4 separate regions of the Mus musculus genome follow, and regions 1, 3 and 4 are each linked to region 2. A link is a contact called in public Hi-C and promoter capture Hi-C data. All regions are on one chromosome and are shown on one strand. Each heading gives the region's core, a stretch centred on a gene start, on an enhancer-like site or on the middle of the called end of the contact. The rest is flanking DNA. Distances are from core to core; before and after follow the strand shown.

Region 1 (3,053 bases), core at 19-2,518, 1.5 Mb after region 2:
CTCTGACCAAGGGGAGGAAGGGGAAGGTAAGGATGAGGGTGATCACAGGTGGCGGTCCTCCCCACCTATGCATTGGTCAGATTAGGGTCAGATTAGGGTCTCAGCTCTACCATATATGCTGGGAATCTCTGGGTGTTTTTGCTTTGTTTTGAAGGATTTGTTTATTTTTAATGCGCATTGGTGTTTTGCCTGCATGCATGTCTGTGTGAGGGTGTCAGATCCTCTGAAAATGGAGTTACAGATGGTTGTGAGCTGCCATGTGAGTGCTGGGAACTGAACTCGGGACCTTTGGAAGAGCTGCTGGTGCTCTTAACAGCTGAGGTGTCTCTCCAGCCCCTTTGGGTGTGTTTTGTTTTGTTTGTTTTGTTTTGCTTTTTCAAGACAGGGTTTCTCTGTGTAGCCCTGGCTGTCCTGGAACTCACTCTGTTAGACCAGGCTGGCCTCGAACTCAGAAATCTGCTTCCCAAGTGCTGGGATTAAAGGCGTGCGCAACCACTGCCCAGTATTGGGTGTTTTTTAATCTGAGAAAGGCTGGCCCCATGATCTCAGAAGAAGCACTGATGGCCAGATTCTAATAAGATGCGAAGGTTCCTGTGTCAGTGAAGGTTAGGCTAAGGGTGGGCAAGGTAGAGTTGAAAGCAGCTCAGAGAGTGGACACACCAGAAATCTTCACAGAGACAACTAGCTACTCTTGTAAGGGGAAGGCTGGTAGTCAGCCATCAGAGAGGATGGTCAATCAGTTTCACCATTCTCCCTACCAACTCAGAGAGCCTGGGACATTCTTCCACAACAAGCAAAAGTATAGGTTTGGCCATTCTCGGGGCGGAGAGGCCGCACCCAGTTAGGTCTCAGCATTCTTCACCCTGGAAACACAGGTCAGACCTTCTGCAATGCGCCCTGGACAGAACCAGGGTGGAAGTGAGGGAGACGGTGGGGGGTGGGGGGCCCTGCCCAGGCACTGGGCCAGAGATGGGTAGAGACAGAGACAGGGACAGGGCGGGTTTCCGAGTTGAAAGGGGGACCTTTGTTTAGCAGTGGGACTCTGCTCCATTGTTGGTGGCAGGGAGGAAGAAGCCAGTTTAGAGATCACAGGGTGGAGTAGGAGGAGGACAGGAAGAGAGAAGACACAGGCCCTTGAAGGGTATGCAAAGGTCCCTTCCCCCACTGGCTCCAGACTGGGGAGGGGGGGTGGTCAGAGCCCTGCCCTCCATGCCTGTTCTTCCATACAGCCAGCTGGGGTGCTGGCACCACGCACCCTCCGTCCAAGCTGTCCAGCAGAATGACGCCCAGTCCTGACTTTAAAAATAACCCCTCCAAGAGTGACAGCAGCCTCCGACCTAGCCAGCACCTGCAGGGACAGTCAAGCAACAGGCACAGCCACGCTGGGCTGCTAAGTGACAGTAAAACACCTAGAAACAGGCTCAGGAGAGGGCTGCCTGAGAGGCTGGGCTGGACCTGGATGCAGAAACAAAGCACGGGGCCACACATGGCAGGCAAAGCTGGGCTTCCCCTGGAGGTCCTTCGGGCTAGAGGTTGGCACCCTAGGCACACCCAGACCCACACACAGGCTTACATCAAAGCAGGAGAGCAGAGGGATAAACATCTTTACAAAGGGTCCCCATCAGAACCAACACCTAACTGGCTGTGGGCCTTTGGGCAAGTCAAACCATTTATGTAGTCATGGGACCCCTTTTCCTCAGACTGTATGTAACCTGAACATAGCTGCCACCCAAGCAGTAGCCAACCCCAACAGAACAGTCCCCACCTCAGAGTAAGGGCTTAGAGAGGATACCAGCCCTAAGCTTCCCTTCTCAATGCCTCTGGATCCAGCTGAGATACTGCCAACAGTCCCAAGGACAGAAAGAAACACACACTGTCATGGCTCGCACAGTCAGACATAGAAACTTCTAGAGACTGCTGATTCCACGAGGGAACCCCTCACTGTCCCCCCAACCCCAGCACCCCATTCTATCATGGTGAGAGGTTCCTGGGCAGACACCATGATTTCTATCACCAGAATGGCCCACACTGGTAAGAGAGGCAGCACAAGCTACTCGCGCATGGCCGATGCTGATGACCAGAGAAGACAAGGGATGTTTCAAAGGAACATTCTCACTTCCAGCCTGGAGGGCAGCCCAGGCCAGACCATGGCTGAGAAGAGGTCTGGAGTGGGAGAGGCTCAGGCCATGACCCAGCTGCTGTTTGTTCTCTTCTGGGCTGCTTCCCAAAGCAAACAGAGCCGGGTGGGAAAATGGAGGGGGCTATGTAGCAGAGGGAAGTGGCCTGACCTAGGAAACCTAATGGGTTCCCCTAACAGAGGGCTCCAGCTGCATCCCTGATGAGGACAGCATCCCAGGCCGGCAGATGAGCCCAAACCAGGACTCCTGGGAGTGGAAAATTACTCCAGCTGTTACAAGCCCCTAGCCAGCACCATTGGGCTTAGGCAGTCCCATTAACAGCAGTTGGATGCCAGCCAGTTAGAGTAGGATGTTACAGGCGTAGGGCTGGACAGGAGGGACCTGAACCCTTAGTCCCTGGACAACGCAGGCTGCAGCAAGCAAAAGCTTTGCAAGAAGGCTTCAAGCAAATGCCTTAGTTGGGGGGAGGGGCGGGCTGGAGAGATGGCTCAGCGGTTAAGAGCATTGACTGCTCTTCCAGAGGTTCTGAGTTCAATTCCCAGCAACCACATGGTGGCTCACAACCATCTGTAATGAGATCTGCTGCCCTCTTCTGGGGTGTCTGAAGATAGCTACAGTGTACTTGTCATATATATAAAATAAGTAAATAAAATCTTTAAAAAAAAATGCCTTGGTTGGGGCTGCTAGGATGGTTTAGCAGGTAAAGGTGCCTGCCTGCACCATAACCAAATGGCTTGAATTTTATCCACATGGCAGAAGGACAGAACTGACTCTTACAAGTTGCTCTTTGATTTCAGCCTGTATGCGGCAACACCCCCCGAAATAAATACATGTTTGGAAAAATAAAAACTTGCCATGTTGAGGGCACAGGAGGGCTTCGCGGATGAGCGGCTTCTGAGTGAAGTGCTTGTATGG
Region 2 (3,174 bases), core at 271-2,770:
GGCACGGGAGTGGGTGCGTGGAAGGGAATGGGTTAAGCGGCGGCCTCCACATCTGGGAGCCATTGACGCATTCTTGCCTGCTGAGCGCATGTTTGTGGATGGATCTGGACGGGACAGATCGGGGCGGGGCGGCAAGAGAGGGGCTGGGCGGGTGGTTCGCCCCGGCGGAAATCCAGACGGGAGCGGGAGACTGCGCTAGCCCAGCGGGGCGGCAAGGGTCTGGGGAAGCGCTGCACCGCTTTGCGGAGTTTTCCCTTGCGTCCGACCTCTGGACAGAGTGTCCCACGGACCTGAGCTGTGCTACCTACCTTCCAAGGCCGCCAGAGCAAAGCCACAGAGAGACAAGCAGATATTCTAGTTCTAGGCCCGGTTCAGACACCCATGCAACCGTGGACAAAATCCCATATGGGCCTCGGACCTCCTGTTCTTAGTCTGAAAATCCGGACATCGGATTAGACTGAGCGTCCCCAGGGTGGAGGCCTGGGTGTGTGGCACTTCCCTTGCCAGTGGGATGTCCTGTGGGGGGCAGTTGCCACTTCTCTGCCCGGGAACTCGGGTGAGGTAGGCACTGCATAGTGGACTCACCCTCCTCCAGTGCAGTGTTAGAGGTGGAAACCTTAACCTCCGGCTGGCCCGGAGGGGGCTTGTGACAGTTGGGAATTGAGGTCTGGAGATGGAGTGTGGTTCAGATCCTGTCCTCCTGGAACATGTATGAACTGCCCTCGGCCCTCAAGTGGGTCTTCTAGAATGGAGAGCGACTCCAGGCCGTCCAAAGAGCTGGCTTGGGGTGACCATATTTCTAGCTACTCGAAGGGATTCAGTTGAGCTAGAAATTTCCTCTAACCTACTCAAGCCGGAGAGGTGTTTGGGAAAGAAGGATGTTCTATGGAGAAGACGGTCTTCCCTTTGTACTTCGGCTTTACAGATGAGAAATACTAAGGTCCAGAGGAGCCAAGTGTTTTGCTCAAGGTCAGATAGCTTTCAGTTTCAGCTGGCCCCGGAGGATTGTGATTAGGAGAGACAGAGACTTGACAGCTGGGGCAGGAGTCAGTGCGTTCTCCATATTACACCACCTCCTTTCTTCCCAGGTTTGGTAGGTGTGTGTGATGTGTGTGTGTCTCTGTGAGTGTGGGCGTGTAGCGGGGTGGGGGGTGGGGAAAGGGAGTGTGTGTAGGATCCCGCACCCTGAGGTTCGTTCACCGCCGAGTCGTAATTTATTCTTTTCTCTGAACTTCACACCGCCCCCCCCCCCACACACACACACCCCGAATCTCTTTCTGGCGTGTTGAGGGAGGGATTCTCCCAGATTCCCACGGTCCGGCCACTAGCTGGAAGCGTCTCCTTTAAGACTCGCCCTTCCCTGGGTCTATTAAGGAGAGAGGGGCGGGTGTGAGCATGAGGACCCGCCCCCGGTTAGTGATTGGCCCGTGGCATGCAGGGGCGGGCCTGCGGCAGGGGGGCCTCCCTCCCACCCCAGCTCCATACCCTCCGCCCCCCCCAGTCTAGGGCTCCGGGTAAAGTTTCAGCCTCTGCACGTGACTCGCCATGGCCGCTGCCGTCGCCCCGCGCCCCTGAGCTGCGGCCCCCCGGACGGCTCCTCTCGGAGGACCCCACACCCCTGACGCCGGGCAGCGCCGCGGCGCCTGCTTGGGGCAGACCCTGTGCCCGCAGACACGCAGACGGGTTGCATCCCCTCGCTTCGAGGTAACCTCTCCCCTGGAACCCTGGGGAACCCTCGATTCTCTCACACTTCGGGGCCCGGTGGCCCACTCTGGATGGGAACTGCGGGCGGGGACTGGGTGCCCGGCAGTTTCGACGGGGACCTGGGGTTTCCTGGACTTCCCAGCCTGCCGCTGGCGTGTCCGGGGTTGGGGAGCCCCGTCTGCGCCGCGTCTTCGCGCGCACAGCCTTGAGGCTTCTGCGGCCGCCTGCCGCGCGTGTCCTCGGCGCTCCAGTCGTGGCGGATCTACTGCTGGGAACTCTCTTTTCTCTTCAAACCCAAACCAAACAAAAAGACTTCTTGAAACCTGTTTGGGGAGAGATCAGATGCCCAACGGACTAGCCCCCTCCTACTCTTTCTCCTGTTACCTGAGCCGCCCTGTGGTTTGGGGAGAATCAGCCAGGGGCCCACCCCCACCAGAGGGAACTGGCTGGGGGGGCGGGGCCCGCTCAGCTGGTGTCTCGGTTGGAGTGTGGGGGAGCCGTCAGAATTGGGTGCGGGAGCCAGAGCAGTTGGGTGAGACGCGCCTGAGTTTTGTGTTACTTGGGGCTTGTGGAAGCCTTTTGGGGTGAGGGAAGGACAGAATAGACTGGCCGACCTTGCTTCGCTGAGGATGTCTGGGATTTAGTGCCACCCACGAGGCTTGGAAGCTGCTAGCCAGATGTGTGTATGTTGAGGGGTGGTTGGCAGATCAGTTTAACTGTGTCTCCTTTTCTCTCTGGGCACTGCCCTGCTGTCTTACTGTTCGTGGGAAAGGGGGACAGATTCCCCAGTGTGCAAGGCTGGGGGTGGGGGCTAGCTCATATGGAAATAATTTAAAAAGCAACAACAACAACAACAAACTGAGTCTTGGGAAGTTTCTTGCCCTGCCCCTCCACTATTCATCCCGTCTTGGATAGGATGCCCAGCATGCTGGCATGGAAGGGATGGTACCCCTTGCTCCTTACCTGATGCCAGCTCCCGATGTTGCAGCCAGATGGCTACCTTCTACCTGTGGACCGTGTGCACATGTATGTGTGGATGTTTTCCAACAGAATTGCTACCCTTTGCTCTCAGTTCTGCCCTTGATCACCCCATCAGCCCGGGGATGGGACTCAGATTTGTCATCTTTTATCTTCACAAGGCAAAACTTGGGGCACGCGAGTGGGGGAGTGGCGGGGGAGGATATTATCCAGTAAGGACTCTGATGTCCTGTGAGGAAATTAGGGTTCAGACCCCCAAACTCCTCTTACTCCTCCAGGGCTTTGTATGGAGATGAAGCACGGAAGGCCCAGATTCGAGTGGGGGTGGCCTGGAGCCTTGGGGCTTCCCCTGGAGGGGTGGAGATGAGTAGGGGGAGGGAGCAAGAAGAGGTTCTGGAGTTATCTATGTAGCTCTTTCTCCTGAGGAATAGGGGGGGATGTGGAGTCACAGAGTTTGTGTCTCTGAAAGATGATGCACTGGGAGGGGTTGGC
Region 3 (2,870 bases), core at 266-2,765, 1.8 Mb after region 2:
AGAAAAGCATCTTAAGTTGATCAGATCTCAAAAAACCAAAAAAAAAAAAGTTGATCAGAGATGCCCAAGGACTGAATGGCTTTCCCACTCTTCCTCCACTGCAAGACAGCAAGGGTCAGCTGTGGCTTCAGAATCAGGCTACTCCTCAGGAAGGCAGTCTCTAACCTGTACTTTGGCCGCATAACAAGAGAACCTTCCAGCTTGGTCAGAGATACCAGCCATTTCACACACTTAAGTCCCAAGGAAAACACAAGAATCCTGTGTCAATACAGTAGGGGAACTGGCACTTTCCAGCACACATAAGCAATTCCTTTACGGACGAAAACTATACCTGCCACGGTGATGTGGACTAACTGCTCTGTGAAAAAGTCCAAGCCAAGAGGGGAGTGGAGACTCTGGTGAGGAATGGACCTGTTGCTCAAGTGTATAGTGGTGTGTGATTCAGGGTGGTTAAGAGATGGTGCCTCAATTTCACACTACTCCTATTTGGTCTATTCTCCACCCCTATAGATAAGCAGGCAGCAGTCTCTCTAAGGAAACCACTCACATGCTCTGGAAGGACAGGGCTGGGCCTGAAGCAGGGGGGAAGGAGGAGGGGAGACAGAAGATAATGAATGGGCAGATCCTCCCTGATCTGTGATCTGTCCCTAGGATTGAGCAGAGCTCAGCTAAATTCTTTAGAGGCAGGAAGACGAACACACACTGAGAGAACTTAAGACAGGGCTGGGGGCATAACGTGCAGTCCAAGGAGAAGGCTGCCATTCCGTCTAAGTGACCCAGAATTCAAACTCTGCTGAGGTCCTCGTAAGCTCAAGAGGAAGTAAGGAACTGTAAGCGCGCAAAAACACTTCTGTGCGTGTACAACACTCTCATTCCGACATCCCCCCCCCCCCATCCCCGCATCTCCGAAAGGAAATCGAGATAAAGATAATTTCAGGGCTGCAGGGGGACAACTGGGTTTTTGGTTGGGATTGGGGAGTGGGAGGCGTAGAACACAGGAAAGGAAAACCAGGAGAGACAGCACTCTCCGTCACCTCTAAAAGAGAAGGGGGACAGGTTCCTTCGCACCTGGTAAAGACTCTTTGATTTTGAAAGCTGAGGGGGTGGGGAGCGGAACTTAAGAGTCCCTCTCTCCCACAAGTGGACTGGACAGGCCAGAGGAGAGCCTCAAAAGACTCCCAAAGGCTCCCGAAGGACAGGTTAGCGAAGGAAAGAGGAGCTCCCCCTTTGGCCTGACGCCCTGGTGAGCCCCTAAGAGGGGGCTACGGGTCGGGGGAGGGGTCAGTGTCCCCCTAAGCTAAGGTTGGGCAGGAGGAAAGGGTACCCCAGGGAGGCTACCACACAAGTGAGACACTGGCCCTGGGACAGGCACACTCACCGCGGCTCCGGGCAGCAGCGTTACTTTGGGCCGGGGCTTCCACAGACTCCGCTCCTCTCCCCCCCACCCCCGGCGGTGTCCCAGGCTCCGGCCTCCACTTCCGCCTTTCAGCCGCTCCGGATCCGGATCTTCAGCTCTGCCCCGCCTCTCTATATTCCCAGGTGACTGACAGAAAGAACAGACCAATGGGAGACACTCCGATCCTACCCACAATCAACGCGGGAAAGGAGGGAGAGTGCGCGCGAGGGATGGCGGGACTTGTAGTTCTCCGCACAGGGAGGAGCCGGGGGCTGCCTGGCACTTGGGTTTTGGGTGGAACCGGCTGCCGGTGGGGCGGAGCCGGTCCAGGCCTGCTTATCGCGTCACTGCCAGTTCCAAGTGCCGCGAGGGAAGGCGTGTGGCTGAGCTTTCCAAGAGAGCAGACAGAGGGCTGTTCATGCAGAATTGAGAAAGGAAAAATATGATGTTCACGTAGCCGCGCAGACCGGTCGTGTGCCCTCGGCAACTTGGAGAAGCCAAGCCCGCCCAGGAGGCTGATTGTTGAGGACATTCTATTATAGGAAAGGCGATGGAGTCAGGTGTAATGGCTCGATCCGAAGGCAGAGGCTTGCAGATCTCTGTGAGTAACAGCTAGGGTTATGTAGTAAGATCCTGGCTTAAAAAAAAAAAAAAAAAAGAAAAGAAAAGAAAAAGAAAAAAGAAAGAAAAAAAAAAGGTGATGAAATCTCTGAGAGCTCTATAGAATGGGCTCTCTGGGGGCTAGCGAAACGGCTCGACAGGTGAAGATGCTTGCAGCCAAGCCTGACTGAGTGCCGTGCCCAGGACTCACATGGAGTAAGACAGACTCCCACTAGTTGTCTTTTGACAACCACCCATCCACCCTCCCTCCCGCTAAATACTTGAAGAAATGTAATTTTTTTTTTTTAAAAGAAGGAGTTGTCTAGAGGATACTAAATGGTTGAAAAGGAGACCTGCTGCTGCCAAGGGTTGCTCTCACTCTCTCTTCCTTTCACATGGGCTCTCACTATGTAGTCCTGATTGGCCTGGAACTTACTTTGTAGATGGGTTGTATTTGAATTCACAGAGATCCTCCTGCCTCTACTTCTGGAGTGCTGGGATTAAACACATGTGCAACCACCACGACAGACTAAGCTTTCTTTCTTAGGCTCTGTTCCCAAATATACCAGACCCCCTCATCTCCCTCACTCTGCCCCCAGTCAGAATTAGCGCTCCTTCAAAGACTACCTGTGTTCTCTCTACCCGTCACTATAGATGAAAACCACTAACCCTTCTACCACAGGTCAGTTCTGTTTCTGTTGCTTCTAATTCCTTCTGTATGAATTAGGACCACTTTTTGTTTGTTTGTTTTTTGTTTTTTGTTTTTCGAGACAGGGTGTCTCTGTGTAGCCCTAGCTGTCCTGGAACTCACTTTGTAGACCAGGCTGTCCTCGAACTCAGAAATCCTCCTGCCTCTGCCTCCCTAGCGCTGGGA
Region 4 (2,947 bases), core at 212-2,711, 1.2 Mb before region 2:
TTCCGCACTGTCTACTTAGGCCCCCTCATGGTATGCCTTTCTCTGTAGATCACAGCTAGGTTCTTCCTCCTTCCACTCTTTTATCCCTCACTTTGTTCCTGTGGTTTTTTTCCTGACTGTTTCCATCCACCGGGACAGATTTCCTCTTTCAAGTTGCTATCGTCCACTGATGCAGACAATGGGAAGCTGTCCAACCTCCGCAGCAAAATTTATTCTTAATCCAAGGAAAATTGCATTGTTAAACATGGCAGTGAGACAGAAACTTGGCTTTGCCTTTCTGTCATCCTGATTGGGAGAAAGAATAGTGAGAGGTGGTGAGGAGACGTTAGGGATAGATCCATTCACTGACCATAGACGGATTTCTAAATACAGTGACCATCTGGGTTGGTGTATCACAATTATTGCTTCTGGTACCTCGGTACCGAATGTGGCTTTGGAGCATTTGCGATTTAAAAAAAAAAAAAAAAGGCCGAGACCGTCCCTGGGTGGGCTCGAACCACCAACCTTTCGGTTAACAGCCGAACGCGCTAACCGATTGCGCCACAGAGACGGTGACAGTTGTTTGTGAGGCAGAGAGCCGAGTCAATAGTACTGAGCCGATATGGCGCAAGACCAGTCACGACGCAAGCAGTTACAGTAGCTTAGAAACCCAGCGGAACAAAATCTGATCTCGAAGAACAGCGAATCGAGGCTGTGGCGGAGGGAACAGTGGTTGTGCAAGGGAAGGGAAAGCAAGGGATGCACACGTCCCACCTGGGCTGCCCTGGAGCCGTTGGCCCAGGCTATCCTCGGTCAGTGTCTAGGATGTGGCACAGAACGTTCCTTTGTAGAGTGAACAGAGACTTAGGGCTACGTCTGTCGGCCAGCAGGGATTGGGAGTGAGAGACTCCAAACGCTGAACAACCTGTAGCTCACTCCCGTAAAACAAAACAAAAGCTCCATTCTGGAACTAAACCCTCCTAGCACGAACCCTCGGCACGATCTTCCCATTCTGCAAAGAATGGGCGCCTTCGGTATACTCGGTGCCGATAGGTTAATTGGCGCCTGCAAAAATCCCGGTGAACAGTAAGGATTTGTGAATGAACACTGGAAGTCGGGTAGCTTGAGTAAAATGCCTAACTCCTGCAGCACCACGGTAAGCGCCAGCTTACCTACTCTGCTTACAGCACCAGCCCCACAAGGCCTGTCCCAAGCCCACGTGTTGCAAACTCCGCCCCTAAACGGGATGGCCCGAACTCCAGGTCCGCCAAGATCCCAACATGCCCCGGACCGTAGGCTCTTCCGCACTCACAGTGACTTTTCACTTTCCGCTTTCCATACCTCCGTTTTGGTGTCTCAACCAAACTATGCATATTTGTGACTGACGGCATGAGTGTCCAATAGAAAGCTGAACTAGTCAATCCGAGTCGGCCCGCCAGCCAATGGGGAGGATTCGGCAAGAGCGTTGACCCTGAGAAAGCCAGAGCCGGTTTGCAGGCAACGCTGTGGGGATCGGGCTTCCACTCCAGCGCAATCATGGTGAGATCGGGGAGTAAGGAAAGGAGTCTGGGATGGGAACTGAAAGCAAGGACGAGTAGTGCTTGGGTTCGGGACGGGGAGAGCCTGGTGGTCAGTAGAATGCACATGGGAGTACCGTGCAGATGAGTGCGGTTCCTGGGTGCCCCACCGGGCCCATCTCAGGGCTGGAGCTCCTGGCGTCCTGGCTCCTCCGGAGTGGAGGGCACGGGTATATGAGCTTTGGGGACCAGAACTGATGTGAAGGTTATGGTCCCACTTAGCTCCACGAACTGAGCCCCTTGATTTGTTTGTCCCCAGTCTATTATGTCCTATAATGGAGGGGCCGTCATGGCCATGAAGGGAAAGAACTGTGTGGCCATCGCTGCAGACAGACGTTTCGGGATCCAGGCCCAGATGGTGACCACGGACTTCCAGAAGATCTTTCCCATGGGTGACAGGCTCTACATAGGCCTGGCCGGCCTGGCCACTGACGTCCAGACAGTGTAAGTGTCTCCAGCCCCACCTTCACCCAGGTTTCTTCGTTGAGCAGCCCGATATCAGCCATCTGCCAAAAGCCACGATTGAGTGTGAGACTCAGCTGAACACCACAGCGTTACGGAGATGGGTCCTAACCTATGTTTTTCTGGCATTACCTTGTGCTCTGCTCTTTGTGAAGAAGCATTTTTGTTAGGGAGTCCCTTAATCACCGTCTTAATATTACTGGCGAGCCGTCTCATTCTGCAATTGAAAAAAAAATTGAGACCTTCCTTCAAGATGCACAGTAATGAACGTCAGCCAGAATCCTACTGTAGGTCTTTCTAAAGACCGTGGGCACTCGCTAAACCAGTAGGCGGCTGGCAAAGCAGACATACCGAACGATAACTAACCATGATGAGCTGTTGGGTTTTAACTGCCCACTTTACTTACCTAGTTGACAGTGCTTATGTGATTTGAGTGATGGGAGGGTCTGAGAGGGGAAACGGGTTGTCTGTGATGGCCCCAGTGTGCTGGTTCTGATCGCTGTGGTTGGTGGTGGGAACTTTAAAAACACAATTCATTGATTATTATTTTACGTGTATGTGTGTCTGTGCACCACATGTGTGCAGTGACTGCAGAGGCTAGAAGAGATTGTTGGACAACCTTCCCCCCCAGCAACCCTCATGACCCAGCTTGAATTACAGGTGGTTGTGAGCCACCATGTGGGTGCTGGGGATAGAAAGCTGGAAGAGCAGTCAGTGCTCTTCATGCCTGAGCCATCTCTCCAGCCTCTACATTTATTATTATTATTATTATCATTTTATTGTTTGTATGCCCGGGTTCCACAGCCCTGTGTGAAGGTCAGAGGACAGCTTGCAGAAGTTGGTTTTGCCTTTCCATCATGTGGTTCCAGGCATTGAGCTGCTTAGGCCTGGCGTAGGTGTTACTGCCCACTGACCCATCCCACCATCTC

Evidence for each region. Promoter capture Hi-C pulls out the DNA fragments that hold promoters and counts their contacts. Hi-C and Micro-C count contacts between places; a contact is called where the count stands out from the background.
Region 1: a contact with region 2 is called in a promoter capture Hi-C map of embryonic stem cells, with 8 times the contacts expected there. The contact joins the enhancer-like site here to the promoter of Rara in region 2. A contact is called at or near these places in 5 of 39 promoter capture datasets (embryonic stem cells, liver and stem cell-derived epiblast-like cells) and 6 of 115 datasets of contacts at active chromatin or transcription factors (astrocytes, embryonic forebrain, embryonic stem cells and 1 more).
Region 3: a Hi-C map of B cells shows a contact between it and region 2, with 7 read pairs. The contact joins the promoter of Rab5c here to the promoter of Rara in region 2. A contact is called at or near these places in 1 of 39 promoter capture datasets (liver), 1 of 484 Hi-C or Micro-C datasets (B cells) and 3 of 115 datasets of contacts at active chromatin or transcription factors (kidney, large pre-B cells and pancreatic cancer cells).
Region 4: a Hi-C map of B cells shows a contact between it and region 2, with 7 read pairs. The contact joins the promoter of Psmb3 here to the promoter of Rara in region 2. A contact is called at or near these places in 2 of 39 promoter capture datasets (liver and pre-B cells) and 1 of 484 Hi-C or Micro-C datasets (B cells).

What each region holds. Positions count from the first base shown.
Region 1 is chr11:100,389,028-100,392,080 of GRCm38.p6, forward strand. The region is part of intron 1 of Jup (junction plakoglobin); the gene reads right to left. Among named protein-coding and RNA genes, the nearest start is that of Jup, 7.2 kb to the right of the region's middle. Within about 2 kb of position 1,269, at least 102 of the 459 cell types and tissues checked have an H3K27ac peak or open chromatin away from gene starts, as enhancers often do. A contact at or near this core is called in astrocytes, embryonic stem cells and liver, where this site is marked.
Region 2 is chr11:98,936,176-98,939,349 of GRCm38.p6, forward strand. It overlaps Rara (retinoic acid receptor, alpha), which reads left to right and starts at 1,521. Exons shown (of 9, transcript NM_009024.2): 1 at 1,521-1,704. Gm46294 reads right to left here. Exons shown (of 3, transcript XR_003949771.1): 2 at 1,749-2,027; 3 at 1,088-1,366.
Region 3 is chr11:100,736,700-100,739,569 of GRCm38.p6, forward strand. It overlaps Rab5c (RAB5C, member RAS oncogene family), which reads right to left and starts at 1,516. Exons shown (of 6, transcript NM_024456.5): 1 at 1,379-1,516.
Region 4 is chr11:97,701,973-97,704,919 of GRCm38.p6, forward strand. It overlaps Psmb3 (proteasome (prosome, macropain) subunit, beta type 3), which reads left to right and starts at 1,462. Exons shown (of 6, transcript NM_011971.4): 1 at 1,462-1,518; 2 at 1,816-2,000. The coding sequence starts at 1,516. It overlaps n-TNgtt8 (a tRNA gene), which reads right to left and starts at 550; the gene lies at 477-550. It also overlaps a transcript of Pcgf2 not described here.